Linked DNA regions of Mus musculus: regions 1 and 3 are each linked to region 2. A link is a contact called in public Hi-C and HiChIP or PLAC-seq data. All regions are on one chromosome and are shown on one strand. The core of a region is the stretch at or near the end of the contact, and the rest is flanking DNA. Distances in the headings are between cores, read along the strand shown. Region 1 overlaps Gm40446 (a long non-coding RNA gene). Region 2 overlaps Gm35041 (a long non-coding RNA gene). Region 3 has its middle 21 kb from the start of Gm40446.

What was found. A called contact is a pair of places that touch in the nucleus more often than the background predicts. HiChIP or PLAC-seq counts read pairs in DNA pulled down with a chosen protein or histone mark.
Region 1: a contact with region 2 is called in an H3K27ac HiChIP or PLAC-seq map of trophoblast stem cells, with 5 times the contacts expected there. The contact joins two enhancer-like sites. A contact is called at or near these places in 18 of 484 Hi-C or Micro-C datasets (3T3-L1-derived adipocytes, the Ba/F3 cell line, the C10 cell line and 8 more) and 6 of 115 datasets of contacts at active chromatin or transcription factors (CD8 T cells, the HPC-7 cell line, acute myeloid leukemia and 3 more).
Region 3: a Hi-C map of the HPC-7 cell line shows a contact between it and region 2, with 3 times the contacts expected there. The contact joins two enhancer-like sites. A contact is called at or near these places in 11 of 484 Hi-C or Micro-C datasets (3T3-L1-derived adipocytes, the HPC-7 cell line, the MC3T3-E1 cell line and 8 more) and 3 of 115 datasets of contacts at active chromatin or transcription factors (acute myeloid leukemia, bone marrow-derived dendritic cells and bone marrow-derived macrophages).

The regions. Positions count from the first base shown.
Region 1 is chr12:77,137,301-77,140,912 of GRCm38.p6, forward strand. All of the region lies in intron 1 of Gm40446 (a long non-coding RNA gene), which reads right to left. Among named protein-coding and RNA genes, the nearest start is that of Gm40446, 53 kb to the right of the region's middle. Within about 2 kb of position 1,816, at least 94 of the 459 cell types and tissues checked have an H3K27ac peak or open chromatin away from gene starts, as enhancers often do. A contact at or near this core is called in the CH12 cell line, the HPC-7 cell line, muscle stem cells and 1 more, where this site is marked.
Region 2 is chr12:76,998,388-77,002,271 of GRCm38.p6, forward strand. The region is part of intron 1 of Gm35041 (a long non-coding RNA gene); the gene reads left to right. Among named protein-coding and RNA genes, the nearest start is that of Gm35041, 28 kb to the left of the region's middle. Within about 2 kb of position 2,539, at least 33 of the 459 cell types and tissues checked have an H3K27ac peak or open chromatin away from gene starts, as enhancers often do. A contact at or near this core is called in the CH12 cell line, the HPC-7 cell line, muscle stem cells and 1 more, where this site is marked.
Region 3 is chr12:77,210,428-77,214,385 of GRCm38.p6, forward strand. No RefSeq gene overlaps it. Among named protein-coding and RNA genes, the nearest start is that of Gm40446, 21 kb to the left of the region's middle. Within about 2 kb of position 1,629, at least 15 of the 459 cell types and tissues checked have an H3K27ac peak or open chromatin away from gene starts, as enhancers often do. A contact at or near this core is called in the HPC-7 cell line, where this site is marked.

The DNA of each region.
Region 1 (3,612 bases), core at 566-3,065, 140 kb after region 2:
ATCAATGCTGAGCCGATAGCATCTGGGCCACTGCTGCAGCCAGTGCCTGGAAACATTAGGTATTGGTCAGAGGCACCCACTATGGCTCATTAAAGTCACCCAGTGTCTCTCTGTTAGGTCACTTGATTGAGCTTCTTATGAAGAGACTTCAGTTGCTGAAGCAGGAAGCACCCTAGAGCACCATACCCCACATGGCTCTACAAACAGAGCAACATCACTATCCACAGGGCGTCTCTTGTACTGGTCTCCTGGAAGTGTCTACGACTGCCTCTGCACTACGGTGCTCCAGCCCCTGCCTGCCCCCAGATAACTGGGATATACTTGGATCCATAGGTTACGACGAGACGGAGAGCAGAGAGGTTCATACCAGGTGTTTATGAAAACCGTCCCTTCCCTCAAAAGTCAAGGGCATTTCTTATCTGCAGCAGCTGGCACCTGCCAGTTTCCCTTCACTTTCCTTCAGTTTCCTTTGGCTCCGTAGCCCCTCCTACAAATTGTCCTACGAACAAGGACTCCCTGATGACCCTCTCTCTATACAACTCCAGGTAGGTCTAAGCCCCACCTAAAGATGTCTTGCATCAAGTCCAGAGCCTTGTCACATTTAAGAGGGAAAATTTGAGAGAGCAAAACCGAGAGGCGTTTGCATTCTTGGGTTTTCCAGGCCTGATCAACAGAAGGCATGGAGATTACAACACCAAGGTCTTCTCTGATAAATTAGGAAAACATTGCTGATTCGGAGAATGAGGTAAAGGTGGGAAGCACTGGCTTCACAGACCAGGTGGGAGAAAAGTTCTTCAGAAACCATTAAGCAAGGAGCTATTTGCAGAGTTTATGTCTAACATGCAAATTCTGATAAAGCTTGAAAATCAGACAGTCTGGTAGAGGCTCTTGGTGAGACCATGCTATAAACTTTTTGTAGTCTGCCTCTAATGATTCTGTGGTACTGGGAAAAAACACCACAATCTGCCCCTCTTCCTCCCCTTACCATTGGACAAGGAGGAAAAGCAATCATATCTTAGAACTCTTTTTGTTTGTTGTATTTTTTTTTTTTTTCAAAACAGGGTTTCTCTGTGTAGCCTGTGTCCTGGAACTCAATCTGTAGACCAGGCTGGGCTTGAACTCAGAGATCTGCCTGCAAATGCATGCACCCCGCCCCCCAGACTTGGGGACATTATAAAACCTATGTGGAATTAGCTGTTAAGGACTGAGGATAGAGCTACTGGCTTATACATGCCAGGCAAGTGCTCTACATGGACCCACAGCCCTCCTCCTGTAGTGTGTGTAGTGCATAATCCTAATGCTTTAAGAGGGTCGCACCTTATAGGCTAACAGGGTGCCTTATCTAATTGAAGTAACATGAGATATCCACCACGACACCCCCCCCCCCATCCCCCTACCCCAGAGGTGGAGGCAGAGGATAAAAGAAAGGTGCAGAATCTGTGTGTGTGATGAGAGAATGGGGAAGCGCGAGACACAAAGAGAGGAGAGAGCGAATATCCATTTTTAAGTCTGCTTGGCTAGACGTAGTTTGTTTCATGCTTTGCACACTCACTCCGGTGAGTGAGCTTTTGTCAAATCAGGGCTGAACTCTGCAACTGGATTGACGTGGCAGGAGGATGTGGTCGGGTTCTGTTTTCAAACATGGTCTCCTGGGACAGACAGCATTTTTGACTCCTGGTCTGTCTGGATAGCCTGCCTTTGTCTTGGGGCAGTTGGGGTGGGTGACTGCGTCCGGTGGGGTGGGGGTGATTCACACATGTTTATTGAAGTGGCAGTTACAGTTGCAAGAGGATTCAGGGCAGGGATAACCTGGGGGTTGATGAGTCAATATTTCAGGGCTTGGCTAATCCTGTGGAAGCTCACAGCCAGGCTGATTTTACTTGGCTCCAGAGAATGTTCTGAGGACATTTTACCTAAAAACTGGCCTTGGCTCAACCTGCAACAGTGTAGTAGAGTGACTCCTAAACCGACTCAGTTCAATGTCATTAGAACCCTTTCCTTTTAATTTTTTTTTTTTCACAAAGTGGATGTACTTAAATTTTCTCAATTTTATAAAATTGGGCATTCTGGCCATTCCCAGCCTTTATTTTGTTTGTGTTTTGTACAATTATAAATTTCACTATGGGGCTGGTGAGATGGCTCAGTGGGTAAGAGCACCCGACTGCTTTTCCGAAGGTCCTTAGTTCAAATCCCAGCAACCACACGGTGGCTCACAACCACCTGTAATGAGATCTGACTCCCTCTTCTGGAATGTCTGAAGACAGCTACAGTGTACTTACATGTAATAAACAAACAAATAAATAAATAAATCTTTAAAAAAATTTTCACTATGATAAACTTTTGAGGGGGAGGGTTTCTATTTAAAAAACAAAATCATGGTCTCATATAGTCCAGGCTAGCCTTACCATGTAGCCAAAGATGACCTTGTGGCTCCACCCCCCCCCCCCCATGCTGGGATTACAGGCATGGACTTTTGTGCACACACAAACACACACTCACACACACACACACACACACACACACACACGCACATGCACACATTTACTGGTAGTCATCCACTTCAAGATGACATCAGATTGAGCAAGACTAGCATTGTTGTTTCTCCCAGGAGACCGACTGTAAGGAACACAGAACAGTGACCACATCCTTGGCCAGCACTCAGCTTCCAAAACATTAGCATTTGGTCAATAATTGCCAGCTTCCCTGGGACCAACCAGATAGACCCAAATATATTCTCCATGCCAATCCTGTCCCCAGGTACTCTGCTTCTGGTCAGCTTGCCTCCAGCCTCCTTGTGTAGCCATGGTCCAGCTGGACAATAGTGGAAGCATTTCCTTTTCAAAAGCACTTCTCCATCCTTTGGTTCCTCATCAAAACAGTGATGGCGGCTGAGTCCCGGGGGTAGCACCCTCTTTGTAGAACTCACTCCTTCTGGGTCACATCAGAGTGGTTTTGCTGACATCCACCCTGCTGGCAGGGCTTCCCTCAGGTGGATATTGAACCTGAAGGAATGTCACAGGCTGACACTGAGCCCTTGGGTTAATCCCAGCCAAGAAACTCGGCTTCCAAGTGTCTCACACACAAGCCTACGAGGCTTTGGGCCCTGTGCCTTCCTTAGGCTTGCAGCAAGAGGAGAAGCAAAAAGCCATGCAAAATAAATGTGCTGCCAAGCTCAGATTGCCTTAGTCCATCACCCCGCTGTAGCACCAGCCTGTGGTGCTGTGCCAATTACCACCACAAACACTGAAGACACTTTTCAAAACATGGTCAAATAAACGCCAACAGGGCCAGCCAGGCGTTAAAACACTCGGACAAGATTGTCAACGCAAAGAAATACATTGCCGGTAAATAGGAGTCTGGGCTACGGTTAAGCAGTCACCTGGGTGACAGCCCCATGGTTAACCTTTTTGTGGACAGACCTGACCTGTCAATCCCCTCAGAGTGCCCTGGCTAAAGAGGACAGACGGCTCTGAGATGGGAGAGAGCAGACACGGAATTCATTCAGATTGAAACAGTGGTGGTTTTCTGCACTGTTATTTGCTGGGGAACCACAGGGTAGATGTTGGGGTGTCAGCTGAGGTCACTGTGGAGCAGATGTGAGTGTTCTCAGCT
Region 2 (3,884 bases), core at 1,289-3,788:
TTTAGCGGGCAGGAATGTTTGGGGCCTCTAGGTACCTCATTAGCCTGCAGAACTCAGTTCTGGGCCTAGGTGACCATAGGTCACGTTTCCTTAAATGGGGAGTGTGGCACGTGTTCAAGGCCCGGAATCTGACAGGGAGTGGGGAATCGCCTAAGTCTCAGGTGTGTACCCACCGAGTCTCCAGGTCTCAACCCGCTCTACCCACCAAGCTTCCTGGCACGGTTTTACCTCCCACAGATTTCATCTTTCTCGGGGGTGGAGTCAGGGGAAGATTGAGGTGAGTGAATAGCGCCTCCAGAGGGACATCTGAGGAGATGCCAACCCTGGGGTGGGCTGCTGATCGTGGGGTCATCGTACCTTTGGCTTTGTGGTTTGGTTCTCTGTACCCCTCACCCCTGACCCTGGAATGCCTTGATAGCTGAATAGACAGCACATGGTGAGTAGATCTGGTCTCTTGGGCTTCTGGGAGCTGGGTTTTCTCAGCCGACTTGTTTCTATAGTTGGAAACTGCTCCCCGAGGCTGTGACTGGACCCATGTACTCCTTCCTCTGGGGCAAAGGCAGGCTCCTCATCCACCCGAGCAGGATAAAGTAAGAAGGGTATGGGTCAAGGCCGGCCATATTTTTCACATCAGGAAGTCTTGGGGTTCCTACAGAGACCCCTGCTGGGATGGGGCTTTTGCACTGAGGCAGGTTTGTGAACCAAAGGAGAACAGGGAATTGGGCACTGAGGCAAGGAGGCAGAGGGCAGAAGGAGGCTTGCTTTCCGAGATGTCACAGTGTCCCCAAGTCTCCTGTCCAGCTGGTTAGACAAGAAAAAGACAGGGAAGAAGGAGTGACAGGAAGGAAGGAGGAGTGATGGGAGGAAGGAGGAGTGACAGGGAGGAAGGAAGAGTGACAGGGAGGAAGGAGGAGCAATGGGGAAGAAGGAGTGACAGGACAGTGAAGAAGATCTTTGGGTGGGACAGAGCCTCCTGAGATGGTCTAGACTATATGCTATAGAGGATATTCCAACTGGCATTCCTCATTTCCCATTTGGAGTCAGTTTTGCTGGAGTGAGACTCACTTGTGTCTACTCATGAAAGTGTCCCAGTGGTAAACATTCCGGAATTCAGTTGAGTGAAAAATTTCATTTCTCCTAGAGTTAAACAATAGTTGGGGCTGGAACGGTTGTTCGGAGGTTGTGACACATACTGCTCGTGTAGAGGACCTGAGGTCAGTTCCTAGCATCCTAGATAGCTCACAACTGCCTGTGCCTCCAGCCATAGGGAGATCTGGTACGTCTAACCCCCAGAAACAGCTGCACTCATATGCACACCCCCACCTCCCACACACATACACAGATAAAAAAAAAAGAGGCAAGTTAGAGCATGTTAGGGCTAGCTTCTGCAGCTTGCGAGAGGTCACCTGCAAAATCGTCAAAGGCTTGTGAGTCATTATGTTTGTAGCTGGTGATTGGCCATGAGGATTTACACCACAGACATTGGCAAACAGAACAAATTAGGACCTAGCCCTGCTGGAGCCCTGGTAAATTCGAATTTACCAGAATGTTCTATGACACAGAATACCATTGGCCTCATGGTTTGAGTTCGCTATGGTTTTTGAGAAGGATGACGCCGGTGTCCACTTTGAGCTTCATCTCTGATGTTATAAGGGCTGAGTACGAGATTTTGGTCTACACTATCTTAAATGAAATCTAGGTCACCTTGCCTTCGGTTCTTTCCACTTCCCTTATCTTACACATAAACGAGAGAGACCAAGGCTGATGAGGATGGAATCTCCTGCATCTGGTGTCCCTAGTACCCTGTAGCAGCTGCAGCAACCCCTCTGAGCCAGTAGTATGGGGATGTCTGAATTCTCCTAGATGCCAGCAGAGGGCACTATAGGACCAAGGATGGGTCAGTTCCAGCTTCTAGTTGTATACACTCTCTGGGGGTGCTGGAGGGGGTGGTGGTGGTGGGGAAGCCAACCAAACAAAAACTAATTTGAAAGAATTAGAAAGAGGCCGAACTGAACTGGTAACTTTTAGGTGAGGCATCAATTTAAAACATTGCAGCACTTGTGACCATAGTAAAAATCTGTAGCACTTGGCAATTTACAAGCCCTTATGCCCACACCTTTTAAACCTGACAACCCCCTGCACAGGTGTAAGTGTCGCTGGGCAGCAGGAGATGCTGGTGTGTGCTCAGGAGGTAGAGGGTCTGTGGGTCAGTCCTGGTCCTGCCACTGATTTTGGACAGGACACAAAAGATTCAGATTGCTTTTGGGAAACTGACACACAACAGACACACACACACACACATAGTACATACATCTCACACACACACACACACACACACACACACACACACACACACAGCACATATAACACACGGCTCTGCATGTACCAAGCACTCAGGAGACATTAGCAGTTGCTTATTACAGATACAACTACACCAGGCACCTGAGCTGAGTGTGAAAACGAAGCCCCAGGCCATATCATTAGTAAGGGGAAAGCCAGAGCTGAAGCCCCACCTCTTCTAACTGAGGGTTCTTGCCTCTGGCCACCAGCTGTCTCCCAGCTGTCACTGTCACAGCTTCCAGCTGTGCTGACAATTCTGTCCCCCATGCTGGGGTACTTGGGGACTCCTTGATCTACCACCCATGTCATTAATTTGCTTAGTAACTTAATTTTCTGAGAGCCCCCCCACAGTTAATGTCAGTCAGCGGCTGGCTAACTGTGCCTCATGATCTAAGTCTGAATGCTCAAAATGAGCTCCATTTGCTGCTCCGGACAGTGTAAGCCTGGTTACACAAATTCAAATGACCTCAGGGCCAGCAGGGGGTGGTGTAAAGGGATAGTGGAAATTCTGGGCCTTCTGCCACGAAGTCGCCACACAAGCCTTGTTAGCTGTTTTTCCTTCCTTCCTTCCTTCCTTCCTTCCTTCCCTCTCTCTCTCTCTCCCTCCCTCCCTCCCTCCCTCCCTCCCTCCCTCCCTCTCTCCCTTTCTCTCTCTCTCTCTCTTTCTTTCTTTCTTTCTTTCTTTCTTTCTTTCTCTCTTTCTCAGTTACAGGCTTTTTTTTTTTTTTTTTTTTTTTTTTTTTTTTTTTTTTTTTTTAGTGTGTGCATGTTCATACAGGTATATGTGTATGTGTAGCTAAAGATCATATTATATGTGTGTCAAGGTTAGAGGTCAGCTTTGCTGGTTGTGTCTCACAAGCCCTTCACCTTGCTTTTTGAGGTAAGGTCTTATGCTGTTCTGGGGCTTGCAGACTCAACTTGGCTGGTAGGTCCCAGAAATCCTCCTGCCTCCACATTCTCAGCTCTGGAATTATAGGTCGCCTGTCACCATACACCTGACTTTTTTCCCCATGGGATCCGGGGGCTGAGCTTCGTCACTGAGCCATCTCTCAGCATCCCCACCCTCTTCACAATGCTTTTCAAGCACAGAAATTATGTACTGTTATGTGAAATAGCTAAACTGATATCCCCCCCTTTTAAGCTTTATAAAAGAGACCATGAAGACCCAAATACATTATGTTAGGGCATACACATAATGCGGCTACAGGCTAGCAATCACTGTGCAAGCCTTGGGAAGGGAAAGGAGGGAGATTTTCTGGCTACCGGCACCATTCCTAGGGTCAATAAAAGCATTCTACTTCTGTGTGGAGATCTTTATCAAAGCCAGTGAATTTTGTCCAATTGGCCATTTTCTCCCTTTAGCTGAGCTAAGGAGTTTTGCTCTTTCTGAGGGAATCAGTCCCTGTCCACGCAGTGTTGGAAGTTTCTGGATGAAGAATTAGCATGCTTAGAATCTGCTGCAACCTGTGGAGCAACTAGGCAAACTTCAGACAATCCCAACCTGCTTCCCTCACCCCCAACACATACAGTACACACACCACACA
Region 3 (3,958 bases), core at 379-2,878, 210 kb after region 2:
ACACACACACACACACACACACACACACACACGTGAGGAGGTCAGGAGATACGTAAGAGTCAGTTCTCTCTTACCACCATGTGGGTCCTATAGATTGAAGTTAGACCTTCAGGCTTGGTAGCAGGCACCTTTACCTGTGGAGTCATTTCTATTGCCCATGACCTCAAACTTGAGATCCTCCTAACTCAGTCTCCAGAGTGTTGGGATTGCAGATGTGCACCACCACCATGCCTGGCTTGAAAGGCTTTTTTTTTTTTTTTGCTGTTGTTGACATCAGAATTTTTTTTTTTTCTGTTAGTTCACCCACATGTACTCATTATAAAGGTTGAGATATTTTATGTCGTTTACATCAGGTCCTAAGGAAACTCTATTTCCCCGAATTCTGCAAGGCAGAAGGAACAAATGGCTCTCTGTGGTGCCTATTAGCCTACCCCAGCACGTCTGGCCTCCAGGCTCCCTCACCATCACAAGGACCTGTTACATGTTTCCGAGGAGTCCACACTAGCATCCTAGCTCTTCTCTCTGCCTCCTCCACCCTCAGCTTCCCCAGCTCTTGGGTTTACCTCTCCACAGCTACTCATTCTCCTCCTCACCCCGCTCCCTCAGTTCTGCTCCCTCTGTCTCCCCTCACTCTCTCCTCCATCTCCCTCCTTCACCCCTTCTCTGTGCTCTTCCTCCCTCTATGTATGTCCCCTCGCCCTCTCCTCCTCCTCGCCCTCCCTGCCCTGCTCTTGCTTCTCTCATGGCCTCGGTCCAGTCTGCTGACCACATTCAATCTACTACTGTCTCCCTCTGCTCTGGACTCTTCCAGATGCCTCTGGCTGTTCTCTGTCTCATATTTACAATAAAATCTTTCCCCTTAACCATACCATGGAGCAGTCACGCTATCAGTTTATACAGGTTATGCATCTTTGACATGCAACATACATTATACACATAAAACTAACCACATTTCAAGTGCCGACTAGTCGCCTATGGCTAGCAGCTTCTGTATCAAACAGTGAAGGCTTATGGGGTAGGCTGATGGACAGGAGAGAAGGGCAGGCAAGATCTCAAATGTGAGGATAACACTGAGTTTATGAAGCTTTTGTAAGTTGGCGCAGGAGCAGAATAAGAAAAATAACATGCTTTCCTTCAAGGGAATATATTCAAGTTTTATAATTTGAGTCTGCCAAAGTCAAAGTCAAAAAGTCAATGCCTATAAAATGATAATAATTGATGGCAGTCTTATTCTTCTTAATGCTATTCTTTTAACGTGGTTAAATAAAATGCCAATAACAGTAGTGTTCTTCCCACTGGAGAAAAAGTTCCACTGGACCATGAAACCTGAACGGCGGAAAACCTAACCTTATAGCGCAGCCCCTCTGAATTAGTGTGCTATCATCACGCCCATAGGTGTTTGCTTGCTTTTAAGAAAAAAACCTGTAAGGTGGGGGAGGGGCGGGGACTGTTGACCTGGTGCTTTATCATACTCCAAAGAAGGAAGTAGTCTATAAAACCACAAACAGCCATAAAAACTTAGAAATTAGTCTTGATAACTCACTTTCAACTAATACTTAGCTTCAGCATGATTTGCCAGTTCTCTCTAGTGAACTGAAATTCATGGCAATCCTCCTGCCCCAGCTTATGGAGTGAAGGTATAATGAATGAGTAATCAGCAATGAGTCATCACATCTAGTGACATTGTCTCTTTAGCCTCCGTCTGCCTAGAAGAATTGCTGAGTTTCTTCGATTTGCATGATTCTGATGCTTTGAAAAGTATAGCAAGTTATAACATAATGCATAAGTACTATTTGGTATGGTGGCATACACTTATGGTCCCAGCTCTCATTTAGTTGTTCTTTGTTTGCTTTATTTTTGAGGCAGGCTCTTATAAATCCTAGGCGCTAGTTTCTGCCTATATAGTCCAACAATAGTGCTGGACTTCCTGAGTGCTGGGACCACAGGCTTGCAGCAGCCCTCATGCCTGGTTTATGTAGTGCTGAAGAACGGATCCATGCTGGTTTACATAGTGCACTTCATGGGTTCACTTGCATTCAGGGGTGTGTGTGTGTGTGTGTGTGTGTGTGTGTGTGTGTGTGTGTGTGTATGTTTGTGTCTGTGTGCATGAGAGAGGGCATTTCAGGGTATGTAAAAGTTTGGTTTATATCTCAGGCACTTTCACCTTTTGTTTGGGGCAGGTCTCCTTTTGGCTGAAACAGTTAAGAAGTAGGCTAGCTAGCTAGCAAGCTTCGGAGTCTTTACCAGTGTTTGCTTCACATCCAGCCTTTGCCAGGATGACAGGAGCTGTACCATTGTGCCTGGGTTTTGGTGTGAGTTCTGGGGACCACCCTCAGACTAGCCAGGCAAGTGCTTTACCAACGGAACCATTGCCTCTGCCTCACCCTTCAAGCTTCCACGATTTCATCTTCAGTTTAGTCAGTCAGAATCCCTTAAAGCTTCCATGTTCTTTGACATACTCTCTCCATTCTTTAAGTACCATTTTTGCTCTCTGACATATTATTTGGGCGCATTCAACCCTTTCTTCAAGGAATAAGTGCGTGTGTGTGTGTGTGTGTGTGTGTGTGTGTGTGTGTGTGTGTGTGCTGATTTTAGAAGCCAAAGAGAGATCTGTCTCAAACACAAAGGTAAACACGCCTGAGATGTAAGGTCCGAGTTGCTAGGGGTGTTCTTTAACATTGGAGCATCATTATTCCTAGGGGCTCTGAGCTGTCAGAGTTAAGAGTTAAACGTATAAGTGTGAATTTGTGCCTATAGTCAGCATACTAACATCTTCATTTATCCACTTACCTCACTTGTCCTGAAACGTGGGCTCACAGGGGAACCTCCATTTCTAACCTGACAGGATAGTCTGCATCTTATTGACTCTGTTTACCTCTCATTCTCCAGTCCTAGTCTATGAATTCTTTTATGTATCTGATCAAGCTTCTAGACCAGTGCTTCCCAACCTTCCTTGCACTGGGACCCTTCAATACAGTTCCTCACGTTGTGGTGACCCCCAGCCATAATATCATTTTGTTGCTGCTTCATAACTGTAATTTTGCTACTGTTGTGAATCTTAATCTGATATGCGATCCCACAGGGGTTCATGAGCTACAGGTTGAGAACCACTTCCTTTGATGTTTTCAAATTCCTCTTTCCACCTGCAATTCCTCCTACGAATAGATCTTCTCCTGTGACCTGAACGCTGATGCTTTGTACTGGGCTCTTCCCCACCCAGACAACTGCAGTCACCTTAGACGCTAATACCCAAGCCAGAACTTCTTCAACTGTTTTCATTTGTTAATTATAACAAATTTTATTTTCAGTAAGCATATTTCCAATTCCCCTTATGTTAACATTTTTTTTTAAATGTAAAGACTTGCTTATTTCTGTGTATGAGTGTTTTGCTTGTATATGGATTTGTATCATGTGTCCCTGGCACCTGACATCAGAGGAAGGCTTGGATCCCTTGGAACTGGAGTTATGGATGAAGCCGATTCCAATGCAATCTTATTAGGGTCTCTTTATTCAAGCTTGGGCTCCCACCAACCCTGACAGAGCAGGAAGGTAGAGCCTTGAGCCTCGTTTTAGGCAAGCATTTATAGAGGCAAGAAGTGGGAATCCAGCCTGGTACACATCTGATTGGAAGGCCAGTGTGACCTTTAACATAATTGGCTGGTGTTGGGAGCCAAACCATAAACTTGACTCCTGTTTAGGTTGGAATCTGAACCCAAAAGATTTGGTCTCTCACCATTTGCAGCTACCCAAGGAGTGCTAGACTACATTGTTATGAATCGTCAGTGTTAGCTAGGTGACTTTTAACCTTAGTCTTTACCCACACGTCTGTGGCTTAGAGCAACAAATTTAGATATGAGAAGGGTTTGCTCTTTTAATTGCCTTACAGTAAGTACTGCTTGCTCTTCTCAATTGTTTTGACAGAAGTTCTTAAGTCGGTCATGGGTACCTAGAGTCATTT